5 separate regions of the Mus musculus genome follow, and all the other regions are linked to region 4. The links are chromatin contacts, called in public HiChIP or PLAC-seq and promoter capture Hi-C maps. All regions are on one chromosome and are shown on one strand. Each heading gives the region's core, a stretch centred on a gene start, on an enhancer-like site or on the middle of the called end of the contact. The rest is flanking DNA. Distances are from core to core; before and after follow the strand shown.

Evidence for each region. Promoter capture Hi-C pulls out the DNA fragments that hold promoters and counts their contacts. HiChIP or PLAC-seq counts read pairs in DNA pulled down with a chosen protein or histone mark.
Region 1: a contact with region 4 is called in an H3K27ac HiChIP or PLAC-seq map of microglia, with 7 times the contacts expected there. The contact joins the promoter of Klf2 here to the promoter of Upf1 in region 4. A contact is called at or near these places in 1 of 39 promoter capture datasets (liver) and 1 of 115 datasets of contacts at active chromatin or transcription factors (microglia).
Region 2: a contact with region 4 is called in a promoter capture Hi-C map of pre-B cells, with 2.3 times the contacts expected there. The contact joins the promoter of Colgalt1 here to the promoter of Upf1 in region 4. A contact is called at or near these places in 2 of 39 promoter capture datasets (liver and pre-B cells).
Region 3: a FOXA1 HiChIP or PLAC-seq map of pancreatic cancer cells shows a contact between it and region 4. The contact joins the promoter of Unc13a here to the promoter of Upf1 in region 4. A contact is called at or near these places in 1 of 39 promoter capture datasets (pre-B cells) and 1 of 115 datasets of contacts at active chromatin or transcription factors (pancreatic cancer cells).
Region 5: an H3K27ac HiChIP or PLAC-seq map of embryonic stem cells shows a contact between it and region 4, with 4 times the contacts expected there. The contact joins the promoter of Ushbp1 here to the promoter of Upf1 in region 4. A contact is called at or near these places in 2 of 39 promoter capture datasets (liver and pre-B cells), 2 of 115 datasets of contacts at active chromatin or transcription factors (embryonic stem cells and pancreatic cancer cells) and 2 of 9 other capture datasets (adipose tissue and liver).

The regions. Positions count from the first base shown.
Region 1 is chr8:72,315,408-72,320,578 of GRCm38.p6, forward strand. Klf2 (Kruppel-like factor 2 (lung)) reads left to right here and starts at 3,655. Exons shown (of 3, transcript NM_008452.2): 1 at 3,655-3,742; 2 at 4,019-4,835. The coding sequence starts at 3,671.
Region 2 is chr8:71,609,766-71,614,964 of GRCm38.p6, forward strand. It overlaps Colgalt1 (collagen beta(1-O)galactosyltransferase 1), which reads left to right and starts at 1,259. Exons shown (of 12, transcript NM_146211.3): 1 at 1,259-1,679; 2 at 2,319-2,429; 3 at 3,145-3,262. The coding sequence starts at 1,435.
Region 3 is chr8:71,667,478-71,673,175 of GRCm38.p6, forward strand. Unc13a (unc-13 homolog A) reads right to left here and starts at 4,280. Exons shown (of 44, transcript NM_001029873.2): 1 at 4,149-4,280. The coding sequence starts at 4,170.
Region 4 is chr8:70,350,160-70,355,755 of GRCm38.p6, forward strand. It overlaps Upf1 (UPF1 regulator of nonsense transcripts homolog (yeast)), which reads right to left and starts at 3,120. Exons shown (of 24, transcript NM_030680.3): 1 at 2,619-3,120. The coding sequence starts at 2,834.
Region 5 is chr8:71,394,507-71,399,970 of GRCm38.p6, forward strand. It overlaps Ushbp1 (USH1 protein network component harmonin binding protein 1), which reads right to left and starts at 1,295. Exons shown (of 13, transcript NM_181418.3): 1 at 1,208-1,295; 2 at 834-963; 3 at 544-665; 4 at 1-304. The coding sequence starts at 887. It overlaps Babam1 (BRISC and BRCA1 A complex member 1), which reads left to right and starts at 2,349. Exons shown (of 9, transcript NM_026636.2): 1 at 2,349-2,514; 2 at 3,173-3,519; 3 at 3,886-3,944; 4 at 5,020-5,140; 5 at 5,223-5,301. The coding sequence starts at 3,223.

The DNA.
Region 1 (5,171 bases), core at 2,405-4,904, 2.0 Mb after region 4:
CCAGATCAATGATTACACCATTTGATTGCATCTGATGTCCTAGCCAATGGCTTTGGAGAGAGGGGGACATGTGACTCCAACCTAGAACTGGTGGTCCAAATACTTGAGGCATCTCCAGAGGCACTAATAGTGACACTAAATAGTGACCTCCCCACCCCCATTCATATAGCACCCACCTTGGGAACTCCTGATCCTATGGCTTTCAGTGCTGGGATGAAAGGTACACACCACAGCAGCCCAAGATGTTTTGTTTTTGTTTTTGTTTTGGGATTAAAGGCGTGTGCCACCATGCCATCTTTCTTGTTTTTGTTTTTGTATTTGTTTTTTGAGACAGGGTTCTCTGTCCTGGAACTCACTCTGTAGACCAGGCTGGCCTTAAACTCAGAAATCTGACTGCCTCTCCCTCCCAAGTGCTGGGATTAAAGGCATGTGGGTCATGGGGTTAAGGTTCTAGCTACCAAGCATATCAACCCTACTTCAACCTCAGAACCCAGACAGTGGAAGAGACTCGACTTTACACAAGTCCCGTATGTGTACACACACACACACACACACACACACACACACACACACACACACACACACTGATAAATAAATGAATAAATAAATACATGCAATGAACAAAATTAGATGTTTTAGTCAAATGTGCTCTGCAGCAAATAATGCCCTCTGAAGAATATGAAGGCCGGCCACCTACCAGGAAAAAAAATCTTTCCAAACCTGGTGGCCCAAGCAGGGCCATAGGTTCAGACAAAGGACACAAAGCCAACCAGAAGCAAACAAAACAACCCATTTGAAACTATTCAAAAGACTGAGGCCTGCACAAAGGGCTTAGAGGAGCTAAAAGAAAAGATATGCAGAAAGAGAAAAAACGCATTTCAAAAGCTCCCCCTGGCCATAGGTGTGGTGCAAATGAGGGGATGTGCACCTGATGAAAAGAGGTGCAGGAGGTGGTTCCTGCCTGGGAGCTGCTTGGCACTGCTAGACTCTGACAGTGTGCGTGTGCGTGCGTGTGCGTGTGGGCTCCAGGGGGATCACTTCAGCTCACTCCCCCTACTTTGTGGGCCCCCTGGGGATTGAACTCAAGCTGTCAGGCTTAGTTTGAAACATCCTTTTGAGTCATCTGCACAGCTCTGGCTCTGAGCTACTGATCTATTGATCGTCTGGCTGCAGCCTCGCCACAGTGCTGAGATGACAGGCGTGTTCTAGTGCTCTTGAATATCTGGGTCCCCAGATACTCAAACCACGTAGTAAAAGGCCATGGATGCCCTGGAGTTGAAGTTACAGGCCCCACGTGGGTGTGAGGAACCACTCTTAAGCACTGAGCCAGCTCTTCATCTCTCCCACAGGCTTTACAACACCACTGGGTGGGTTATACCCAACACCACAGAACAGATTTGGCTGTCATGTTACTTTGTGTTAATTAGGAATGATTAAAAAAAAAAAAAAAAACTTCCTGTGTTCAGACTCAGTCCCCTACTGATCCCCAGGACAGGTGGTGTGGTGGCCAGTCTTTTTGTTTTTGTTTTTTGTTTTTTGTTTTTTTGTTTTTTTTGAGACAGGGTTTCTTGTGTAGCCCTGGCTGTCCAGGAATTTACTTTGTAGACCAGGCTGGCCTCGAACTCAGAAATCCACCTGCCTCTGCCTCCCAAGTGCTGCGATTAAAGGCGTGCGCCAACACGCCCGGCAGGTGTGGCCTGTTATACCAGCACTTTGGAGGCAGAGGCAGGAAGATGGCCATCCTGGACTATATAAGAAAAGACTATAAGATATAAGAAAAACCTATTACACACACACTGCAAATAAAAACAGAACTCCCTCCTCCAGAATCCTTAACGTTGGGAAATGACCCAAATCTTATCATTTGTTCCTTAGTAACGGGAAACTGAGACACACACACTCAGGGTGTTGTTCAGATCTGAATACACCACATGGCTCACTTTTGCTCCATGTGAAACACACATGGTATTCCCCGCTCTGTGGTGACAGGCTGAGGTGGGTCCCCGGTCCTAGAGGACTTGTTAGATCTTCCTTAACCAAGCCAGTGTTTCAGCCTCACATTCTGCCTCCATGAGTGTGTGATCTCTCTACTTTGATGTTTTGTGGAAAGGACCTGTGGACAGTTGGGGCTGATGTTACAGACCAGTGTCTGTAGTTCGCCAATGTTTCTGCTCCAAAGTCACAGAAGTGGACAAGGGGCTGGGTGTGGAATCTGCCACCCCCTATTCCTGCTGGAATCACTGCACCCAACTACACAAGCTTGACTGCACCCCTCAGCCTCCTGGTTTCAGGTCACAGCTTCAATGCCCTCCCTCTCTCTATTACCCTCTTGCTTTCTCCAGAGCTTACCTCAATGTTTGCCTCCGGGGTTAAGGTCAAAATTGCACCAATGTCCTTCCCCAGGCTCACCACATACTTCCTCCTCTTCCACTGTTCCTTTTTTTTTTCTGTTTAGGCCCCTTGGGTATTATGCATATTTATTTGATGTGCCCATCCCCCACTGAGTATCCCTTGCAAGTCTTGACAGTCAGACAACAGCTCTTCCCTGCACTAGAAGGATTTATGTGAGGTGTATGTTTGTGGGAGGTGAAAGGTCCCAGAGACTCAGTACTGTATTTATGTATCTAGTGTAAATTGTAATTATTACATGCTATTGTGTATTTGCACGTGCGCCAGTGCACTGTGAGGTCTAAGGACAACTTATGGGAACGGATTCTCTCCCCCTTTTGGGAACTGAGCTCCTTGGATGAGGCTTGTAAGCAGACACTAAGCCATCATGCCTGCCTCTAGTGTTTGCTTCTTTTTTAAGACACGGTCTCTTGTAGCCAAAGGGGCCTTGAACCTAATGCTTTCAACCTCCTAAATGTTCTGAAGACAAGCATATACCACCATGCCATGGTGTCTGCCTCTGTGTGTGTGTGTGTGTCTCCTTCCCTCCCTCCCTCCCTCCCTCCCTCCCTCCCTCCCTCCCTCCCTCCCTCCCTCCCTCCCTCCCTCCCTCCCTCCCTCCCATCTCTCTCTCTCTCTCTCTCTCTCTCTCTCTCCCTCTCTCTCTCTTTCTCTCTCTGTGTCTATCTCTCTCCCTCTGTGTGTGTGTGTGTGTGTGTGTGTGTGTGTGTGTGTATTAAGGGGGCTACGATGCTCCAGGCTGGCCTCAACTCCCTTCTAGGCAGGCCCCAAACTTCATCCTTCTTGTCTTAGCTTCCAAGGTAGCTTAAACAAAGATTTCACAGAGCGTTCCCTGGGTGAGCACTGTGACCCCAGACTCCCCATGCATCGGTCCAGGTTTCCAGGGGCTTGAGGCTGGGGAGATACCGGGAAAGCCTCGTCACCCGTGTTCCCCGCGGAGTCCCAGGTGCCACCCCCTCCCCCGCCCCCCGCGCGCGCTAACTATGCTGTTGTGCCTGGTTTGTTGACGCCGTCGCCATAGGGACGGTCGGGGGCGGGGCCCGGCCGCGGGGGCGGGGCTTGAGGAGCGCAGTCCGGGCTCCCGCAGTAGCCGCCACAGCCACCACCGCCAGGCTTATATACCGCGGCTAAATTTAGGCTGAGCCCGGAGCTCGTCCCCATCCGGGACGCGTTTCCGTCGACGCCTCCTAGCCCGGCCCTCTGTGCCTGCCGCGCCTATAAGGCCTGGGTGGGCCGGGCCACAGCACACACAGTCCCTGCCATGGCGCTCAGCGAGCCTATCTTGCCGTCCTTTGCCACTTTCGCCAGCCCGTGCGAGCGCGGCCTCCAGGAGGTGAGGGCAGCGAGGGTCCGCGGGCGGCGGGGTAGCAAGGTACCAGGCTACAGGGTGCAGGAGCCAGTACTGGAGATGACAAGGTCCAGGGTGCTGACCGCCTCAGGGAGTTAGACTTCAGGCTGTGGGACAGGAGGTGGGTGCAGGGACTGAGGACACGCGCGCTGAAGGGATGCCGTGCACCGGGTGCAGATCTTGAGGGCCTAGTTGTTAGACTTTGGGGTGCAGGGTAGCAGGAGGCACCCCCACTCACGTCCCGCGCCCTGTCTCCTGCAGCGCTGGCCGCGAAATGAACCCGAGGCGGGCGGCACGGATGAGGACCTAAACAACGTGTTGGACTTCATCCTCTCCATGGGATTGGACGGTCTGGGCGCCGAAAATCCTCCCGAGCCCCCGCCGCAGCCCCCGCCGCCTGCCTTCTACTACCCGGAGCCGGGTGCTCCGCCGCCCTACAGCATCCCCGCGGCCAGCCTGGGAACAGAGCTGCTGCGCCCCGACCTGGACCCGCCTCAGGGGCCGGCTCTGCACGGCCGCTTCCTCCTCGCGCCTCCCGGGCGGCTAGTGAAGGCCGAGCCCCCCGAGGTGGACGGCGGCGGCTACGGCTGCGCTCCGGGCCTGGCCCACGGACCGCGCGGGCTGAAGCTCGAGGGCGCCCCAGGAGCGACAGGTGCATGCATGCGGGGTCCCGCCGGCCGCCCCCCGCCGCCCCCGGACACGCCGCCGCTCAGCCCCGACGGCCCCCTGCGCATCCCGGCGTCCGGTCCCCGCAACCCGTTCCCGCCGCCCTTCGGTCCCGGCCCCAGCTTCGGCGGTCCCGGCCCCGCGTTGCACTACGGGCCTCCCGCGCCTGGCGCCTTCGGTCTTTTCGAGGACGCGGCGGCAGCGGCGGCGGCGCTGGGCTTGGCTCCACCTGCCACGCGCGGTCTCCTCACGCCGCCCTCGTCCCCGCTGGAGCTGCTGGAGGCCAAGCCCAAACGCGGCCGCCGCTCCTGGCCCCGCAAGCGCGCCGCCACACATACTTGCAGCTACACCAACTGCGGCAAGACCTACACCAAGAGCTCGCACCTAAAGGCGCATCTGCGTACACACACAGGTGGGCGCCTGGCCTCATTCCCGGGATCTGCGGCAGGGGGATGGCCGCGAGTTCAGGAACAGGCTAGGTTACAGAGGAAGACCCTGTCCATCCTCCAGAAGGGAAATGGATACTGTCCCCAGAGTCTATGACACTGCCAAGGGGGTGTGGCAGTTTAATGGGTTGGCTCCGAGGGACTCAGGTCTCAAGAATTCGGGACATAATTAAGAAGCTGTGGAGGGCTGGGCTGGGGCTTAGCACTGCATATAAAGTTTGGCATGGTGGCCTGAGCCTGTCATCTCAGTACTGAGCAGAAGAATCAGGAATTCAGACCTAATCTCAGAATGTTAGGGGAGG
Region 2 (5,199 bases), core at 9-2,508, 1.3 Mb after region 4:
AACTACCCATCTTTAATATAATCGAATCTGGCATAAATTGGCTCATTTCACCAGTGGTGGAGAAATAACCTATCAGGAGATGTCTTGTGGACCCTAGGGTCCTCTAGAGGCTAGGGACCAGAGTAGGAAAATCTATGTGGATTTTACCAGTCTGCTGGCCTGGTGGTATATGCCTGTCCCAGAACACAGGAGAATGAAGCAGAAGTATAGCTGTGAATTTATAGAGTGAGCTTGCCGAGTAAGAACCTGTTTTAAAAACAAACCAGGAGAAATGGGCTAGTGGGATGGTTCTGTAGGTAAAGGTGCTCAGACCTGAGTGGTGTTCTATTTCCAACACCACACAGTGGTTGACAACTATCCGCAACTCCAGTTCTAGAGGAGTTGATGCCCTCTTTTAACCTCCTTGGAGAACAGGGACACACACACACACACACACACACACACGTTATACAGCCGTACATGTAGGCAAAACACTGAAACACAGAAAATGAAAACAACAGTAAGAGCAGGAAGGGGCGCACACAAGCCATTTTTTTTTTTAAGATTTATTTGTTATTATAACAATAGTACACTGTAGCTGTCTTCAGACACACCAGAAGAGGGAGTCAGATCTTGTTACGGATGGTTGTGAGCCACCATGTGGTTGCTGGGATTTGAACTCTGGACCTTCGGAAGAGCAGTCGGGTGCTCTTACCCGCTGAGCCATCTCACCAGCCCCACACAAGCCATTTTTAAGAAGGCCAGAGGGCAATACAATTTGGGGACTGAGGATTCTGGATCCTCAGACATGGTAGCAAGCGATTTTACCCACTGAGCCATTTCGCTGGCTTTTTTTTTTTTTAATGATTTTTCGAGACAGGCTTTCTCTGTGTAGCCCTGGCTGTCCTGGAACTCACTCTGTGGACCAGGCTGGCCATGACCTCAGAAATCCGCCTGCCTCTGCCTCCCAAGTGTTGGGATTAAAGGCGTGGGCCACCACTGCCCGGCTCGATGGCTTCTTAAATGGAGCAACGAACAAACAAAAATAACCATGTCGCAACCTTGGAAACTGAGATGACATGGTTCTAAATAGAAGAAGCTTCTGTAAAGAGCCACCGCGTGAGATTAGAGGGCTCCAAAACAGAACACTCTCAGGGCGTGGTCAAAGAACTGTCTGTGTCTTTAAAGCTCGAGCTAGGGGCGGGGCTTCCGGAACCTCCCCGCAAGTGACGTCTTGTGACCGGGTTATTGCGGTCGGCGGAAAGCAGTGGAAGCTTTTAAAGGCGTAGCCTTGTCATGCCTCTCTCCAGGACTCACAGTATGACCCGCGGGCCACTTCCCTTTAAGGAGCGTGTCAGGGGTGGGACCTGGATGTGTCCTTCCCGCCGCCGACTCCTTTAAGGCGCGGCCCTCGTCCCCCGGCAGAAAAGCTGCTTAAAGGCGACGCGTGGCGCGATGGCGGCGTTGCCACGCGGGTCACGCGGGCTGCCGCTGCTGCCACTGCTCCTACTGCTGCCGCCGCTGGGCGGCCCGCGCGGCGCGGACGGCTACTTTCCAGAGGAGCGCTGGAGCCCCGAGTCCCCGCTACAGGCGCCGCGCGTGCTCATCGCGCTGCTGGCGCGGAACGCGGCACCCGCGCTGCCCGCCACGCTGGGCGCCCTGGAGCAGCTGCGCCACCCACGGGAGCGCACGGCGCTGTGGTGAGCTGCGGGCCCTTGCGCGGTGCACCGGGACTAGGCGGGACTCAAGTCTCTACCGGAGGGAGGTTGCTATGCACTTGGGCTCGGCTGTGCGCTGCGGAGACTCGGTCCTCTTTCTGAGGACCTGAGTTATGTACCCCAGGGATTACGCACTTGAGGGGGCTCGGCTCTATATCCATAGTGCCCGGGCTCGTCCCCACTGCGGCTTGGGACCCCAAGCTGCTGCCTCCTCCCCTCAGGTACTTAGGAATCTGTTCTGATTTGCTGCCAGCCCTCACAGCGAGCTACCATCCTAGAACCTCTGACTCCTTAGAATGGGCCAGGCTGGTGCTTCCAGACCCTTATAGCGAACTCCGGGACTTCCAGATAAGATTCCTGAGGCTCGGGCCAGCATTCCACGCTAACAAAGTTAATGAACTTATCTTTGTGACAGGGTCTCACACCAATGTGCTTTCCAAACCAGCAGGTTCTGTTCAGTTGTGTACTAGTGAGCTGGGTGTCATCTTTACTCCCCTGTCACCGATGGATGGGCAACAGGCTTGGAGTGTAGCGAGTTTTATCCAGGGTGTTATAGCTGATGGGTCTGAGCCAGGTTGGGAAACCCCCAGTGCCATCATCTTGTCCTGTCTGTGCTCACAGGGTGGCCACAGATCACAACACTGACAACACTTCAGCCATACTTCGAGAGTGGCTGGTGGCAGTGAAGGGTTTATACCACTCTGTGGAGTGGCGACCGGCAGAGGAACCCAGGTGAGCCTCAAATCCCCGACTGGAGTACTGAAGCTTGGGAAGGTAGGATCTAGAATGCTCCAGTTCTATCGTCAGCTTCCCCACCAGGTCCCTATCCTCTCAGCAGACCTTTGTCCCGTTGTCCTTCACTCCATTGTGCAACTTTGGACACAGCTGCCACACCTTTGTGGCTGAATTCCTTTGTGTCTGGTGGCTACCTACTGCTGTGTCTAGGGTCTTGCCAGCATCCACTCTCCTGTTTAACTTCCTGATAAGCCTGTCTTACTGTATAGTTCAGACTGAGGCCAGTTGCCAGCCTGTCTTATTGTGTAGTTCAGACTGAGGCAGTTGCCAGCCTCCTGTCTCAGTCTCCTGAGTGCTAGAATCACCCAGCACTACTGCATCAGGCTCAGAACCTGTAGGACAGTGTGCAATAATGTGTGTGCATGCTCACGCTCCTGTTCTCAGAGGCACTACGGTGGCCCCAGGCTCTCCCCAGCCATGCAGAGCTTTCCTTGGGTTTCAGCTTGCCAGTAGCTTTTGTGCCTCTGGACCCTTGCACATGCTGGGCTGGCATTTAGGCCCCTGTGTCCTGTCCCCCTCCCATGCTCCACACAGAGGTCTTCAGATCCACTTGCCTGCCACCTCTGTGAAGTCCTCTATGATCCCCTGTAACTGTGCTCTCTGGGTCCCCACGGTGCCCTATAATGTGCACACCATAGCTATTCCTTTGCAGCTCTTACCCAGACGAAGAAGGCCCCAAACACTGGTCCGATTCCCGCTACGAGCATGTCATGAAACTGCGCCAAGCAGCCTTGAAGTCAGCTAGGGACATGTGGGCTGACTACATTCTGGTGAGTCTCTGAGTTGGGGAATCTTCATTATCCACAGGGAGGATAGAATGGATGGATCTAGGAGCTACCAGTAGTAACCCATTTTTCAGAAAGGTAAACTGAGGATCAGAAAGGAAAGGGGAAGCTAGGTGGTAAGTACACCTTTAATCCCAGCCTTTGGGAGGCAGAAGCAGGTGGACCTCTGAGTTTGAGGCCAGTCTGTTGTACACAGTGAGTTCCAGGGCAGTCAGAACTACACAGAAACCTTGTCTTGAAAAGCCAGGAAGAAAAAAGGAGGGAGGGTTGTGGTTACAACTTTGTGTAGAGTGCTTGCTGAGCATACTTGAGGCCTTGGGTTCCACCTAGGCTCCCAAATAAGAACAAGTGGGCCTTTGTATCCTCTTAGGGCCAGGCACTAGATTGTATCTTTTTAAAATACCTATTTTAAAACAAAGTTATTTATTTGTGTGTGAGGGGCATGCGACTTCAGAGGACAAGCTGTCTTCTTGTCAGAGGACAAGTCACTTCCCTACTTCCACCAGGGGGGTTCTGGGGATTGAATTTTTGTGGCTTACTTTCGAGCAGCAAGGGTCACAAGCTTAGGTGGGCGTTAGTGACAAGTTGCTGCTGAGCCTGACCTCCACTTCCTGTTTCTGGCCTGCAGTGGCCTCTAAGGAGGAAGCAGCTGCAGTGCTCGGAGGTGACCTAGCTCCAGGACTCCTGAGGCAGGAGGATGGAGAATTATATGCCAGTCTGCAAGACTGTCCTGAAACTATGATGGGGCTGGAGAGCTGGCTGTTCTTGCAGAGGACCCAGAATGAGCTCACAACCCTCTGTAACCCAGGCCCTAGGGAAGCTGAAGTCCTTTCTAGCCTGCGCTGGCACGGCAGCCGCATGCTGGTGCTGGCGTGACCACCAGTGCAGTTTAAAGAGATCCTTTCTATTAAAGATGACTTATTTATTGTTTTTATTAATTCATTTATTTATTCTTGTATTTGGAGGCAAAGTTTCTCTATGTAGCCCTGGCTGTCTTGGAACTCCCCATGTAGATTAGCCTGACCTGGAACTCAGAGATCCACCTGCTTTCTGAATTTTAGAATTACAGGTGATAGCCCTCACACCCAGCTAGATTTATTTATTTTAATTTTCTGTTTATGGGTGTTTTGCCTGCATGACAATCTGTGTACCACATGAATGCCTGGTGCCAGCCGAGGTCAGAGTAGGGCTTTGGATGCCCTGAAACTATGGTTGCAGATGGTGTGAGCTGCCATGTGGGTGCTGGGAACAGAACCCAGGTCATCCACAAGGACTGCCAGTAGTGTTGACTGCTAAGCCATCTCTCCAGTCCCCAGTGAATTAAGAGTGTGTATGTGTGCACGCGTGTGTACATCAGGCTGGGTATCCAGGGATCCCTGTGTCCTGTCCTAAACAGCCTAAGGCTGCTTTGTTCAGTTGGTGGAGTCAGTCTGACTTGCAGCATGGTCCACAGCTATTGCTGTGGCCCTGAGGGTGACTACAGGTGGATCTCCAGGTCTCCTCAGTTTCCTTTGCTGAGCCATTGACTGACAGCTTGCTATAAATCCTGGCTGTGTAGCTTTCGCTAGCCTGGAACCCATGGTCCTCCTGCCTCAGCCTCTCAGGTACTGAGGTGACTTGTCATGAGCCCACTCACTTTAACATGGTTATCTTTGTGCAAGTGCTAAGAGGAACCCAGGTCGCCTGTGGTCTCATGTGTCCTGGGCAGGGCAGGGTTGGATTGCTCTGCTGCTGGTGGCGTTCTAGCTCTGTCCTCATGTGTCTGCAGGGTCCTTGGCCGCACAGGTTCAGCACAGTGAGGGAGGTGTCAAACCCAGGATAGCACCACAGGAGGGACTCAGGGGATGTAGAGGGTGGCTAGCGCCCAGCCATGCAGACACGGCCCCATTAGCTTTAACAGAGAGCTCTGTGCAGGGCAGGGC
Region 3 (5,698 bases), core at 3,030-5,529, 1.3 Mb after region 4:
AGTGAGGAAAGGCTGAGCTACATCCTAAAGCTCTGAGCCTTCATCCTAAGTTCACTGTGTTCTCCACATCTTCCCAGACCTCCAGGCTGCTGTCTCCTCCATCTCTCTGTCATGTCCCCCCTTCTCTGTGACCCTCAGCCTCCATGCAGCAGGCCCTGGGGCTGGAGGGTTAAGGCTGTTCAGGTCCTGCAAACCCTTGCTGGCTGGCTGCTCTGACCACCCAAGCCAGGCTTACTCTGAGCTAGGACTCAGGAAACCCAGGACCTGAGTAAGGACAATCTGTAGAGGAGAGGGCCTTGGGGGGGGGGGGCAGCCACAGTGGGGGAGGAGCCCGGAGGAGGGTGGTTAGGGGTGAAGTTTCTGGGAGAGAAAGGGAGTCTGAGAAGGAGAAAGGTGGGATATTCACAAGCGGAGGATTTAGGTTGTCTGTGCAAGGATTCCATGTGTCTGGGGGCAGGGAAGGGTGTCTTGGAGCAGTGGGTGTCAGAGCAGGGAGAGGGAGAGGATACCTGGGGGAGGGATGGGTGACAGCTGGGGGAGGGAGAATGTCAGAGCAGGGGAGGGGGAAAGTATCTGGGGAAAGGTGTGTCACAGCAGGGAAAGGGAGGGTGTCTGGGAGTAGAAGTAGGGTTTAGACCTGGGTGGGGGCGGGTGTGTCAGATAGGGGAGGGTGTCTGGGGGAAGGCTGTGTCAGAGCAGGGGGAGGAGGCCAGGAATCTGGGAGATGCAGGTCAGAAGTTCCGGGTGTCTGGGGTGTTAGAGGGTTGGGTCCTGCTAGTGCAACTGCTCCGTGTATATGTGTGTGTGTTCCCCATCACGTCCCCAGAGTCACTGCCGCGTCACATCCCGCCACCTCCCAGTGCTGGGGTCAGCGGGCGGAAGTGCCTGGTCTGCTCAGCTATTTATAGCGCACCGAGGCTGCTAGCGATTCAGGTTCTGGCATCGATTCAGGTTCTGTCGCCTTTCACGGCCTCAGTTTCCCCGCTGCCCCTCCTTTTGATCCCTTGTCACCCGCACTATTTTTATTCTCTGGCTGGCAGCCTCGGATACTCAGATCCGTTTTCTGATTAAAGACTGTCTAGGGGAGACTTGTCCATATCCATAGGGTAGGGTGGGGAACCTGGTCACCAGGGAAGCATCTAGAAGGGCACAGGGCATACTAAGCAAGGCCACCAGACCTTCAAGGAGCCATGGATGACAACAGTAAGATGCTAGCTGCTGCCTGGGCACCGGGGATGGACAAAGCCAGGGCTGTCACCCTCCATCCTACAGTAACATGAAGGAGACAGGAGGCAGCACAGACAGTCGCAGGGGGCAGGTCCCTGTTGCTGGATAGTGTCAGCTGTAGGGCAGCTGGGAACTGCGTTTTGCAAAGGATTCTGGGAGAGGAGGAAGGAAACAGACCGTGGAGGTCAGGCACCTCACTGAAGGACCCTGACCCAACCTTCTTGCCCAGCCCACAGTTAGCCAGGGAGTCCTCTCCCTGCTGTGTGTTTCTAGGCAAGTGGATGAACCTCTCTGGGGCTCAGTTTTCCTCGTCTGTGTAGTGGGGTTACTATGATGGACGGGCAGGTTCAACTCTGGTACTATTCAAGTTTCAAGACAAATTTATACCCACACCCCAGCTCTCTCTCTCTCTCTCTCTCTCTCTCTCTCTCTCTCTCTCTCATAGTGATTGTTTGTGTTTGTAGATCTTTTTCTTTTTCTTTTTTTTCTATCTTTGGAGACAGGGTTTCTCTCCATAGCCCCAGCTGTCTTGGAACTCACTCTGTAGACTAGGCTGGCCTCAAACTCAGAGAGATCCACCTGCCTCTGTCTCCCAGGTACTAGGATTAAGGTGTATACCACCATGCCCGGTTAAAATATATCTTTTTTTTTTTTTAAATGGAGGAAAGAGCTGTAAGCTAGCTACTATGAAAAAACTAAAACCTGAGTCAGATCCCCTAGAGAGTCAGACTGGATTTGTCTTTTGTAACCGCAGCTCTAGGGAAGCAGGAACAAATGGATCCTGGGATCCCCTGGCCAGCCAATCTGTGTGCTCAGTTTCAGTAAGAGAGTCTGTCTCAACAAAGTGGGAGATGCCTCAGCAGACTTCTTGCCACCAAACCTAATGGCCGAGGCATCTGGGATCTACACAGTGGAGGAGGGAGAGAGCAGACACCCCAAATTGTTTTTTTGACCTCCTCATACCTACATACAGTCAGGTGAGATCACAGGTCTAAGATGTACGTAGTGTATCTGCCTGTGACCAAGTGTGTTTCAGGAGGTGTGGTCAAGTATGTGCCTGTGTTGAGATGGGAAGGGATATTTTTTCCTACATTTTCCTCTGTATGTGTGACAAGGCTTGTTTAGCCCCGGCTGGCCTCAACTCCTGAGTCCCTGCCGATGCCTCCCAAGTTCTGAGGTGATTGGCATGTGCTGACAGGTTTGATGTATGCAGTGCTGGGGATGAAACACAGGCCTTTGTGCATCCTGGGCATCACTGTTTGAACTGAGCTATGAGCACTGTACCAACTGAGCTGCAAGCACTATACCAACCGAGTTATGAGCACTGTACCAACTGAGCTATGAGCACTGTAGCAAGCACTATGCATACTGAGCCTCAGCTCCTGCCTATCTATGTGTATATACTAAACGTTCCTTAGCATCCTGTGTGTACAATCTAGATCTGTATCTGCAACATGGAAGCTTCCATTGCAGAGGAGCCTGGAGCCCCCATATATCCAATGGCAGCCCTAGCCATAAAGCGTCCGTGGGGAGGGTCGTGGGTGGTTGGAATGAAGGTGTTCCCTGACTGTGAGGGTGAGTTCAGGTCCACTGGACACCTCCAGGCCCAGCTTTACCACGCCCAGCGCCCCACTCAGGCCCCACCTGCACCTCCCTACCTCTCTGCCTGTTTCCTCTCCCCAGAGCCCTACCCTTCATTCCCTGTTCTGCCCACCATGGTATCCAGGGAATTCAGTACAAATGTCTCCTGGGCCTGGCTTTCTGGAAGCCTCCTTTCTTAGGCTGCACGCCCTCCACCCCCACAGCTGAGCCTCCGGTTTGCGTCAGAGTTGGGGTGACGCGCCCCCCCCCCCCCGCCCCAGGAGGCAGGATGGGAGGACACGGGATTCAGGGAGCTCCCGAGGTGAGGATCCCCTTCACGTTCAGCTCCGCTTACTTCCCAGGTCTGGAAGCCGCGGATACCCAGTAATCCTGGGCAGTCGGAACCTTCGAGGCACAGGGTCAGAGAAAAGAGTTCCTGCTCCTTTAAGAACACCCGCGTCCAACAGACTAGAGCGATGCACCGCGGGGCGCGGGCGGGCTGGGCCGGGTTTGTGAATGGAGCAGCGAGCGGAGGGGGAGGGGGGGACAGGGAGGGGGAGGGGCAGAGGGGCGGGGCCATCTAGGGCTACACAGCCGCGGAGCTCAAATCCGCACACCGCCGCCCAGGTCTCCCGCCGCCTGGGTTCTGAGGGGATGGAGACTCGCCCTCTTCCTTACACAGCTTCCTGGAGGTGGGAAGGGGAAAGGGAGTAGGGGGTTCACCCCCCACCCTCCAAACCTAGAGCTCACAACGGTATCGGCACGCATCGCTACATGGCCAGTCGGTCGCCCAAGGTCTCCCGCTGTAGAGTTACCTGGCAGCCGTGCCTAGCCCCACCCGGAACTTCGAGGGGTGCAGGGGTCACACCTCTCCCGTTATTCCCTCCCTACTCTCCAAATGCGGAGCGTGGGCCTGGGCGTGGGCCTCGGTGCAGATGGCGTTTTGGCCCCAAAATAGCTGCTCCCCCACATCTCCTTCCCTTCCTCCAGCCCTAGGGGTGAGGCGAAGAGGGAGCCACGAGCTTCCGCGGAGCCTGCTGCACTGTTTAGGGCATACTGGGGATCGGAGAGGTTGCTCCTACGCTCAGTCCGGGCCCATTACCCCTAAACGCCCCACCCTCGCGCGCACGGTCCGCCGTCTCCTCAGCCCCAACCAGGGCCTATAAACCGTCTACACAGGCGCCCCGAGTCCCTCATCCACTCGTGTGAGTGACAGGAAGAGCACCTAGGGCTGATCCAAGTGCGCCCTGAAGCGCGCACCGGGGGTCCCCCTGCTGTGCAGCCCGACTCGGCTCATCCACGCACACCCCGCACTTTTCCCGCGTCCACGCAGAACCTACCTCCCACGCACAGCAGAGACATGACTCCAGGCGGCTAGAGCGCGGCGGGTGCAGCGCGGGGCTCAGGGCTTATGCCGGGGCCCGGCCGCCGGCCATGTCGCTTCAGCACCGGGGGCGCGGACAGCGCCTGACGCGCTCTGACGCTGCGGCGTGGGCGGAGCCGGAGACGCGTGACGGGGCGGGGCCGGGCAGACGCCTTAAAGGGCTCGTAAACTGCGGGGAGTCCAGGCCAGGTCGTATCTGTTTCAAAGCCCTTTGCTTTCTGGCTCAGCCTCGATGAGTATTTCTGTCCGTGCTCCACCTACCTAGGTCTCCACGTTTCTATTTCCTCTCTGAGCCACCTAACCTGTGCTCTTGTTTTACATTCTCCTGGGTAACAGAACTGCTATTTGCTGTCAATTCCCCATCTTCAGTGCCGCAGGAAGCTGTTTGTTTATTGGTTTTTTTGTTTGTTTTTTAATCCGGGTACTGACACTTGCGAGACATGTGCCTTACCTTCCCCGTATGAGGCATATACTCTACCACAGGCACATATCTCTGCCCATTTTATAACTTTACTTCTTGCGGGCCATGGACGTAATAGATCTCTGCGAGTCTGTGGCCATCCTAGTCTGCATAGTGAGATTCTATCTCTAAAAACCAAAACAAACAAAAAACACACGTTTATTGGGTCTGGAGAGCTGCCCAGAGGTTAAGAGCACCAGCTGGTCTTCCAGAGACCCCAGCCTTCTGTTCCTCGCACCCACATGGTAGCTCCCAACCATCCACAGACATGCACAGAAAGCAAAATAAATCTAAAATTTTTTTTATACATTACATTGTTTATGTGTGTAGAAATGAGGCACACACATATCACAGCGCCCATGGAGATCAGAAGGCAACTTTCCAGACTTGATTCTCTTTCCACTATGTGGGTTCCAGGAATAGAATTCATGGCTTCAGGCTTGGCAGGAGGAGCTCACTGGGATATTGTGCAGAGCTTCTTGATTTTTTTCCATGTGTGGAATGTGTGTGTGTGTGTGTGTGTAAGACAGAGTTTGCATGTGCCTGTGTGTGCATGTGAGTATGTTTGTGTGTGTCCATGTGTCTGTGTGTGTGAGTGTGTCTGTATGTGTCTATGTGAGTGTGTTTGTGCTTGTGTGTCTGTGTCTGTATAAGTGTGTGTGTATGAGTGTGTCTGTATGTGTTTATGTCTGAGTGTGTGTTTGTGTATCTGTGTGTCTGAGTGTATGTGTCTGTATCTGATAGTGTGTGTGTATGTGAGTGTGTCTGAGCACACACACCTGTGCATGTAAGCCCAGTGAACAACCCTGGATGCTGTTCCTCATGCACAGGTCACTTATTCATCATTGTAGCTGTTGGTAGCAGTGTCTTACTGGCCCTAAGCTCACAGCTTAGACTGGCAGCTCCTGGAGAAGGGCCTGGAGGTATGTATCAGCAGCTCCTCCTGTAGGCTTTGGAGACAGAATGGCGGCCACCCTGGCACCTCCACTTCCCTTAGGCACCTCAGGAGCATGGTAGCTACCCAGCCATCTTCACAGCCCTCTGCT
Region 4 (5,596 bases), core at 1,870-4,369:
AGTACTCCAAGGAAATAGGAATCTGAGAGTCAAAAACTGGGAAAAAAACAGCCTGTCATATCTCAGGGACACTCTACCTGGACCTTCAGGGTTCTAATGAATAGTGGGGCCTTTCGCACAGAAAATGGGGGTTCTCTGATATTGAGATAACATCTAGACTTCAGGGTCAAATCTCTACCCAGTCAGCATCCAGAGCCACACAAGACTCCAGAACAAGCTTCCCCTACAAACTTCTCCCACAAGCACCTTCCGGGTCTGTGCTGTGCAGTCACTCCGTCGCAAAAAGAAAACACCAACACATGCCAGCAAGGGGCACTCAGGTCATGACAGCAAGTGAGGAGGTAGGCAGAGCCTACAGAGTGTCTGCCCAACAATAACAGGGCCCCGAGTTTGGTCTGCACTTCAAAGTAGTGAGCCACAAACACAACAGACACAGGACAAGTATACTATGCTATCTATCCAGCACAGGAAGGGCCTGGGACATTTATATCCACAGAGGCCACAGGACTATTGGTGGCTGAAGAGAAGCTGAGGGTGCAGGGACTCGGGATGCTAGGATATTACTTGGTATTAATGATGTTGGCCCAAAAGGCCACTGTGCTGCCAGCTTTCCAGGGATAAATGCAAGCTCCATGACCCTGCTTCAATAAAGCTGGGAGAGGACCTCCATTGGCCAACAGGAGGAGCTCAACCTACTGGGTGGGGGGTCCAGCCTCCTTGGACCCCCTGAACAAAGGCTGTGTGACCCATTTACCTCAAAGGACAAATAAGGAAAATCAATGTTTCTTGGTGGCAGAGGGCCCTGGGTATGCAAGGAAGGAGTTTCTCTCCACTTTCCAATTCTGTTCACTTTCTCCCCACAGATGCAGGTCCTCCGAATACAGGATTGAAGGCGCTCCCTCCCTTCCTTGTGATGAGAGGCCACAGGTGGGTGGCAGCTCATGGCTCAATCTATGATTTCAACTGGCGGAGCAGGGCACACCCATGTGAGCACACGCACAGCCTGAGTCTGCTCTGCACATTAGCTAGAGCTAAAAGACCTTGAGATGAAGCAGGCCACTTCCACTCGTCTCCCCAACTGCGCCATCACAGCCCTTCTCCAGGTCCATGAGGCCCAAAGGAAACAAGGAAGGTCTACCCAGTGGGGAGACTAACAGGAGGACTAGCTTGCAGGGCCACCTCACTCCTCCAGGCAATCTGCCCTCTCCCCACCTCCTTACACTAAAGGTAAACAGCTAGAAACAACAAGCTGGCACACCTGATCCGCATCGCAACAGGAGCTGAGTCAGCCCTCTCCTTCTATTCGGGCTGAAAATGAGCCCAAGTGGGTGGTCTACCCACAGGCATGACTCAACCAGCCAGCTTGAAGGCCCTCCCAGAATGCGGTCTGAGATCACTGCTGAAGACTGGTGGTGGCTCCCTAGCCCTAAGTACAGATGGACTACAAGAACACCTGTGGCTCTAGCCTGCAGCTCCCCCCCCTCCCCGAGAGAATACAGGAAAACAAAGCCAAGAGGTGCCTGACACCAAGCCAGCCATAGAGAGGGAGAGCATTTGATGGGGAGGCAGAGGGGGCCTGGCCCTGGCCCAACCTGAAATGCCTACATCGGCAGCCTATCATTCAAAACAAAAGCCCCTCCCCAAGGCACAGTCACCCATGTGGTACCCATTGTGGGTAAGGAACAAAATTCAAACCCAACTTTTCCAAGCAGAGCCTAGGAGTTACATAACACCGGTTTCAGCAACAGGCAACCCAGAAGGAAAAACAAACCGGCAGTCACCTCTCCATCCACAAAGTGGGCTATTTCCACTTGAGGCGACAAAACCCTGGCTCTGCTCCAGGGAACCCCTAACCCAAACTTGAACTTGAACCCTGGCTGGAGGGGGTGGTGGATGAAGTGGCAAAAGGGTGAGATGGGGTGGTTGGACTAGCCAAACAGGTGACCCTGGAGGGCAATGTGGGTCCGTCCAGAGGATAGCAACTGTGGACAGGTCACCTTAGACATACCTAGGAGGGGAGTGAGGGAAGCTCTGGCTTAAGCCTTGAGCCGAGCAGATCCTGCGCTACAGGAGGGACACTAATGCAGGTCACTGCCCAGCCTAGCAGGGTGGAGGAAAAAAGGACAGGTGGCAAGTAGCTGGGACAAGAGGCTGGGAATCAGAGAAGATGGTAGGTAGCTGGGTGGGCCAGAGCAGCAAGGACTAGGGCAGGTAGCAGGAACCTGAGTCAGGTGGCAATGACTGTGGCAGGTAGACCTGGAAGAGGTAGTTGGAATAGGGTGGAAGCAGAGATCTGGGAAAAGGGCAAGTAACGGGAACCAGATCTGGTAATAAGGTACCAGAGACCTAGGGCAGGTGGCGGGTACCTGGGCAGTTTAAACAAGAATCCAGGGTGGGTAACTGGAGCTGGCCAATAGGGACTTAATGTTTAAGGAGCCAGAGCAGGAAGCAGTTACCCAGGCTTGTTAACTGGACCTGAAGCCGGTAGCTCGGACCAGCGCCGTCTAACTGGGACCTGGCTCAGGTTCACAGGGGCCCAAGGCTGGTTAACTGGGATCTAGCGCCGCAGCTCCCGCGCCCGCCCGGCTTCCGGCGCCGCCATGCGCCGCTCAACTCACTTGTGCGTCGAGCTGGCCGGCCGCGCCGCCTGCGCCCGCTCCGCCCGGGCCTCCCGCGCCGCCGGGGCCGCCGGGGGGCGTCTGCGTCTGGCTGGGAAGGGTGAAGTCGGTGAATTCGAACTCGGAGCCCTGGGTGTCGGCGCCGAGCAGCTCGGCCTCCTCAGTGTCCAAGAAGGTGAGTGTTTGCGAGCTGGGGCCGTACGCCTCCACACTCATCCTGCCGCCCGGGCCGCGCCTTCAGCGGGCGCCTCACCGCACTCGAGCCCGAGGCTTCGGCTAGGCCTAGGCCGTAATCCGGAGTAGCCGCTGCCGCCGCCCTGAGAGCCGGGCGGGCTCCGAGTCGGCCTCCGAAAGCAGAGCCGGGCCGCCGGTTCTGAGCTCTGAGTTGCCGCCGCCGCCGCCGCCGCCGCCGCCGCCGCCGCCGCCGCCGCGCCCCTCCGTAACGCTGCTCGCCTCAAAGCCGACCGCCGCTCTCAGACCCCTGGACAGGAACCGCCGTCGCCGCCACCGCTGCGGTGCGCGTGCGCGAGCCGGACGCCGGCACAGATGCGCGTGCGCGAGTCCGACGCCGGCGCAGGCGCGCGCGTTCCTCCCGGAAAGTAGCCAACCGCACCGGAGCACTGGGAGCTAAGCGGGAGGGCGGAACTCGCCGTGCGCCTGCGCGAAGAGGCGGGCCTTCAACCGCCTAAAGGACCTGGGCTCGCGAACTTGGCCCCGCCCCAACTGCTGCCTAGCGGTGCGCATGCGCGCATGCGACGTCCTCACCTCCGGGCTTCAGGGCTGGATGTTCGTTAGGTGCTGATTGAGGCTCTCTCCAGAAGGTTTTGGGTGTGGAGCCTGTGGCACGGGGACCACGCACCTGCACTCCTTGAACCTTAGTTACCCCGTCTGTCACTTGGCTCGTGGCCATTCTCAGTATTCATCGATTGAATAAATGAGTAGGGAGCGGGGACTCTGCCAAATGGTAGTCACTGCTACCCCGAGCACTCCTGAAGCCTGTGAAGATAAATGCTTCTTTTGTCTTGCGATCAAGTCGCACTGGTCCGAGCTAGCCTGGGAATCGCTGAGAAGGGGTCAGGTCCCCTAGAACTAGTTATGAATGGATGTGAGCTCCTCTTGTAAGCGCTGGGTGCACAACTCTGAGCCATTTCTCCGGCCTGTTTTGGTTTTGATTGAGGGTCTCACACTGTAACCATGGTTGGTTTGGAATTCGGGGGAATCCTCCTGCCTCAAAGTGCCTGGTGGTGGGGTGACAGGTGTACATGCAATGTTGACCACGGAACTAAGGGCTCTTGTGTGCTAGGCAGAAGCTACCAACTGATGAGCATCCACAGCCAGCTGCGAGACTTAGAGAAACACTCCTCCCTGGGTTTCCTTCCCACTCTTCAGTGGAGGAAGTGTAAGTGTTGCAGCTCTGAAGGGAAAGGCATTCCCCCCACAGAAGTGTATCTGCTCTGCTTGGGCAGGGGGAGGGGTGGAGGTGGTTCCCCAAAGTGTTTCAGCTGTGCTCCAAAAGATCCTGGCAATTGGGAGCCAAGAAATAGAACAAAGTCACAGCACACAACAAACCTAACACGAGATTTATTGCGAGGGAAAAACCCAGGAGGGTGGCTGCCTCTGCTTGGGTGGATCTCCCAGTAAGGACACTCCTTAAAATCCAAGCACTCAGGAGTCGAAGGCAGGGAGATCTCTGTAACTCTGAGGCCAGCCTTGTCTACAGAGCGAAGTTCAGGACACCCAACATTACATCATCTCAAAACACACAAAAACAGATGCTGAGTGTAGAGGCGCAGTCTCCCAGGACTCTGGAGATGGAGACAGAGCAAGGATTCAAGGTCATCCTAAGTTGTATAGCAAGTTTGAGGCCAGCCTGAGGTATATTAGAACTTGGCTAAAAAACACAATGAAACAAACAAAAACAGATAAGTAAATGTTCCATCAGGCCAAGGATTAGTTAGCCCAGTTCGCTGCAACCTTCCATAGAGGGACAGTAGTGCCTGTAGCCACTGCTCAATAAAAGGTTCTCTGTTGCTTTGTTGTTTTTCAATTCTTAGTACATTTATTTAGTTGTGTGTGGGCACACTTGTACATGCACAGCACATGTGTGGGATCACAAGACAACCTACAGGTATTGGTTCTCTCCTAATAATGGAACTCGGATTTGGTGACAAGCCCCTTTACCCACTGAGCCATCTCATCAACCTCTTGGGTCAGTCAACAGGATATAAGATTAAACCACCAGAGTCCAGACTTCAGTTGTCTTTTTGGAGTAGGATCTTTGAGAGTTCGAGACCAGCCTGGTTTAAAAAGTGAGATTCCGGGGCTGGTGAGATGGCTCAACAGATAAGAGCACCCAACTGTTCTTCTGAAGGTCCTGAGTTCAATTCCCAGCAACCACATGGTGGCTCACAACCATCCCTAACAAGATCTGGCGCCCTCTTCTGGAGTGTCTGAAGACAGCTACAGTGTACTTACATATAATAAATAAATAAATCTTTTTTTTAAAAAAAAAGTGAGATTCAGGATAAACAAGAGAACCATTGTCTCAAAAAATTAAGCCTGGCGGTGGTGGCACTCGCCTTTAATCCCAGCACTTGGGAAGCAGAGGCAGGTGGATTTCTGAGTTCGAGGCCAGCCTGGTCTACAGAGTGAGTTCCGAACAGCCAGGGCTACACAGAGAAACCCTGTCTCTAGAACCCCCCCCCAAAAAAAATTAATTAAATCTTTAAACAAGACAAGTAATTGCTCAAGACCTCTTCTCAGGCAGGAGTCCTCCAATCCTGCATGTGGCACATGGTGTGCTCTCAGTCCCACTGAAATCGGTGGAAAAGAATTAGCCGGGCGTGGTGCATGCCTTTAATCCCAGCACTTGGGAGGCAGAGGCAGGCAGATTTCTGAGTTTGAGGCCAGCCTGGTCTACAAAGTGGGTTCCAGGACAGCCAGGGCTATACAGAGAAAACAAAACAAAAACAAACAAA
Region 5 (5,464 bases), core at 45-2,544, 1.0 Mb after region 4:
CTGTCCAGGTCCTGCGTCTTCTTTCTCATCACCAAAGGGCCCCGGAGCCCCCTGGTCTCTGTCTTCTGCTTCCACTGACTTTGGAAAGCTTAGCGAGTGGTGGCGCAAGGCAGCTACAACTGCCTCAAGGGAGCTCAGCCTGCACTGCAAGGTCTCATACACACTGGGTACTGATATCTCAGCAGGGCCACTATCCAGGGGGGCTTCTTGCAGGACCTGGTGGGCTTCCACCTCAGGCTCGCACTGTTCTTCTGGGCTCAAGGATAGAACCGCATGGGATCCCACATCACAACCCTCCTTGATCCTGTGAAGATAGTGGGGGAACCCCAGCCACCTGAGGCTCAGAAGAGACCTGGAGGGCTAACCCTAGGGTCGCTAGGAAGGTAGAGTAGGGAATGAGCGGCATGGCTGGAGGATAAACAGGAAGAGGAGAGAGGCAGGCAGCAGAGGCAATGGGCAGGTGAGTGGCAGGAGGCAGCTTTGTGCAGGGGGGGTGTTGGGGTGTTGGGCTAGAATATAGGGTACATACTAAATGCATCCTACCAGTTCCTTGGGCTCTGAAGGCCAGGACCAAGGTATTCCTGATGCAGCTCAGGTTTAGTCTCGAAGCGTCCATTGTTGGCATCTACTTCCTCTGAGCTCTCAGCTACAGGGTCTAGCTCCCCCTGTGAATGAACCCCGTTTCCCCCCAACACACACACACAGTCTCTTGGCCATCATATCCAGCTCCACCTGTGGAGGACTCCCCTACACCACCACGGGCTCTGAGCCTAGCAGGCCTGGGTTCCCAGGATCCATGGGACTGAGTGTGGCAGGAAGAGGGGCACACTTACAGGCAGAGGATGCCTCCCTCGACGGCTTCGGGGCCGTGTGGCCCGGGCACTCATTGCCTCTGTCACTACAGTCTGCTTTCAGTTCTTGCCTTCGTCACCTTAGAATCCTTGTTTTTTGTTTTTTTGTTTCCTGTAGGATTTTTGGGGTGTCTACTCCGATTGACACATTTAAATATTCATATACCTCTCCAATAGTGCCCACTAACTATCTACTTGTTCCTTACTCCCCCATCCCCCATCTCTACTGGGCATTCTTCTCCCCTCAGCTGTCTGAAGGCGTTTCTCTTATCTGTGCCCCACCCCCCATAGAAGCATTGGGTAGGGACCCTAAAATCCTCTTTCTTCCTACGGCTCTTAGCATCAAACTCCCTCACCCTGGGGGTTGACCCTGCTGCGCTCTTCTCTGCTTCTCCAGAGCACCTTGGGAAAGGCCTGAGATCCAGGGCATATCTCAAGCCATTCTGGCCACTGGCTACTGAGGCTGCGATAGCCAAAAGTGGCCCGGGAGGGGCTGGGAAACAGGAAGCCCCCCTACCCTGATCACATGGACAGTTATTGTTTCGTTTCCTTCTCCAGGATGCCGGCTTCCTCCAGAACGGGAGGAGGATGGAGGACCAGGACCTTTGTCCCGCTCTAAAGATATCAGTATCCCCTTACCCGAGGCCAAACCTTCCATTTTCATTTTGGATTTTTTGTGTCCCCTGTTCACCAGGACTCGCTCTAATGTGAAGGTCTTTGTGTGTGTGTGTGTGTGTGTGTGTGTGTGTGTGTGTGTGTGTGTGTGTTTCTAAAACCAAAAAAAAACCAAAACTGTAGGAGTTGGCTTCAGCATTTGCACAGCTTTTATTTTTCATTACTTTGCTTTACTCATCTTTGTCTGTGGTGGTCCTACTTGTCTCCGAGATCGAACTCAGGCCCCTCAGGATTGGTGGCAAGAGCCTGCACCTGCTCAGTAGCCCACAACGTTTCTCTTCAATGAGTCTGAACTGCTGCATCAGGCGGTTGGAGGCACTGGCAACAATAAGCTTGTCCACAGTGTGTCTGCTGCCTTCTTTACTTTTTCTTTACATTTTAGTTTTTATACAGCGTCTCATTTAGCCCAGCCTGGTCTAAACGCCCGATCTTCGTCTCCGGGTCTCTGGAGTGTTGGGATGACAGGTGTGCACCACCAGTCCTCATCAAGGTACTAGTGAATGAATGCCAACCTAAGTTACATAAGTAACTGAGAAGGCCTTTGGCAAGTCCAAGCCAAGTCCTACCCCGTCAATCATCAAACGGCCCCGCCCAGCTCAGGCTTCTGTCCTATTTCAGCAGAAGCCTTGAGAACCATAGCGTGATTAAACCGGAACTACAAATTACGCCCAATTTTGCTTCTATCCACCACAGATCACACCCACTCCCAGTATTACCCATCTTCAGCCCCATTCCAGCCACTCCAAGCCACACCCCCAGAACGCCTCAGCCTATCAGCTTCCATGTCCCGAGGGCCACTGAACTACATTTCCCAGAAGGTGTCTCGGCAGCGCCGCACAAACTTCCGGCCAGGAAGATGGCGGCTTCCTAGAGTCCTGATTGACTGGCCGCGGTGCCCAGGCTACAGAGTGGAACCTGCGGCACTGTGAACGCGCGTGAGCTTTGTGTCGCCGTGGTCTAACTTCGACCCGGATTGCTGTAGCTCCAGGTTCGTTCTTCTTGAGGACTTAGGGGTGGGGGATTCGAGGTCCCGAGATGCCACCCCTAAAACCGCGCATCCATCGCAGGGTCACTTGGGCTTCCTGTGTTTCCCTAGGGACCGGACCGGCGCCGCCTCAGGGGAAAAGTAGTTTTGGGAAACTTCAACTGTATCTTTTCGGCTCCACAAACCAAGTCTCCCAGGTGTGGGAGCCACTGGAGGCCTTAATGGGTCGAATACCCAGTGACCAGGCAACTGGGGTGTTCGTCCTGTGTAAACAGCGGAAAGCTAAGGATGAACAGCAGTTCAGTTGGAACAGTGCTTGTGGCTCAGTTGGTAAAGAGTTTGCCTAGCTTGCATGAGGCCCTGGGTATCCGTCCCTAGCACCACCTAAACTATGTGCGGCGGTGTACTCCGGCACTTGGAAGGTGAATACAGAAGTACCCGGCCATTATAAGCCGTATAGTTTTAGAGTTAGAGTGCAGCCTGGGCCACATGGAGCTGTCACAAACAAAAAAGAAAACGAAAAAACTTACTTCACCTGAGGGTGGTTTCTGGACACACTGTCTTATGGTAGCATTCTGTAGCCCTCAGAGACTCCTGTGCGTAAGGGGCTCGTGCCCATCTTCTGTCTTCCTAGTAACCATTGTCTTTACAAACTCTTAAGGCAGGATCCTGGCTTCCACTATCCCCCCTTCATCTAACCACTCGGGAACCATGGAGGTGGCAGAGGCGAACAGCCCCACGGAGGAGGAGGAAGAGGAGGAAGAAGAAGGAGAGGAGACGATATCAGAGCCCAGGCCTCACACTCGATCCAATCCAGAGGGGGCTGAGGACCGGGCCCTGGGAGCTCAAGCCAGTGTGGGCAGCCGCAGCGAGGGCGAGGGTGAGGCAGCCACTGCAGATGGCGGGGCAGCCAGTGTCCCAGGAGCCGGGCCTAAGCCCTGGCAAGTACCAGCATCAGCATCTGAGGTCCAGATTCGAACACCAAGGGTCAACTGTCCAGAGAAGGTGGTATGTGAGGGTCTTGGCTGGAGATGTAGGGGATGGAGACCCTCAGACAGGCCACTCCTCTAAATTGCTGCCTCAGTTTTCTATAGGTTCCATGAACATCACACACTTGGTAGCTTAAACGTCACTGAATTTAGATTCTTGTTTTTATTTATTTATTTATTTATTTATTTATTTATTTATTTATTTTTATTTTGTGGCACCTGGACTTCCATTTGTGCTATAGCCATTCCCCCTCCATTCTAGGCAGAGGCTCCACCCCTGAGCCCTTTTTGAGCTCTGCTGGCTAGGACCCACCCAATCTGTAATAACTGTAATGGCTGTAGTCTGGTTTGGTCCTGTACTCTCTTTCTTCTCTTTATGTTTCAGATCATCTGTCTGGATCTTTCGGAGGAGATGTCTGTGCCAAAGCTGGAGTCCTTTAATGGGTACTGTGGCATTGAGTTTGGACATAGGCAGCTCAGAATGCATAGGGTCATTCCTCCACCCAGTAGGATTCAGGTGTTCGTGACACTGACACTTCCAAGGCTGTGTCCATATGTATGACACTCTTAGGAGCCAACCCTAGCTGGCCTCAAGGTGATGGGCTAGGCCACTGTCTAGCTCGTGAAGCTTTGTGTGTACCCCTGGCAGCCTGGGGTATCAGGTGTTACATCTGGACTGGCCTTGGCTCAGGAGCCAGTGGCACACACTTGCCATTATAGCGCTGATGGAGGCAGAGATGGAGGCATCAGGAGTTCAGGGTCCACCTTTGCAATGCAGCTTGTGCTCTAGAGTGTGTTTGAGGCTAGCCTACACTACACAGTGAGTTTGAGGCTAACCTGGTGTATATTGGTGTTCTATATATGAGTGAGACATATTAGAGTGGCTCTCAGGCTGTGGTGCAGCTGGTCCTCCAATGACTGTCTGCCAGCGGAAGACCCAACAGTCCAGCAGTTGTTCAGTCCATGAGACTGGATGTCTCAGCTTCTCCTTAGCAGGCACCATAATCATGAAGAAGTAGGCTCTGATGCCAGTGAAGGAGCAAACTTGCTAAATAGAGCAGAGCAAGGGCAAGCAAGCAAAGTGTCCCTTCTCTCATGTCCTTCACCTAGGCTGCAGGCAGAGGGCCCAGGGTAAAGGTGGATTCTACCCACATCAGAGATCTGGGCTAAAAGTGCATCTTCCCACTTCAAATGATTTAATTAAGAAAAAAATCCCTCTGGGCAGTGGTGGCGCACGCCTTTAATCCCAGCACTTGGGAGGCAGAGGCAGGTGGATCTCTGAGTTCAAGGCCAGCCTGGTCTACAAAGTGAGTTTCAGGACAGCCAGGGCTACACAGAGAAACCCTGTCTCGAAAAAGAAAAAGAAAAAGAAAAAAAAAAAAATCCCTCACAGGTGTGCCCAGCCACTTGGGTTTTAGTTAATGCCAGATGTTGTCTAGTTGGCAACCAACACTGTCACACCTGGCTTTCGGCACCCTGCTGATATTATCTGACCTCTGTCATCTGACCTCCCTCTCAGCTCTAGGACAAACGCCCTGAATGTGTCTCAGAAGATGGTTGAGATGTTTGTTCGCACAAAGCACAAGATTGACAAGAGCCACGAATTTGCACTGGTTGTAGTGAATGACGACTCCGCCTGGGTAAGGGGGGTGGGGGGGAACACAGGGACTCTGGTGGACCTCAGGACTGGGACCCAGCACCAAAGTCTTGACTTTCCCATAGCTGTCTGGCCTGACCTCTGACCCACGTGAGCTCTGCAGCTGCCTGTATGACCTGGAGACGGCGTCCTGCTCCACCTTCAGTATCCTTGTCACTGTCCCCAGCCCTACTTCAGTGACGATGCAGTGGGGCCTCAGTAGTACTGTGGGATCCCTGCAACACACAGCCCAAGTTGTGCAGCCAATCCCCAAAAAATACAAACCCGGGAATCAGTGTTTTCCTTGAGAGTAACACTACAGAGCTTC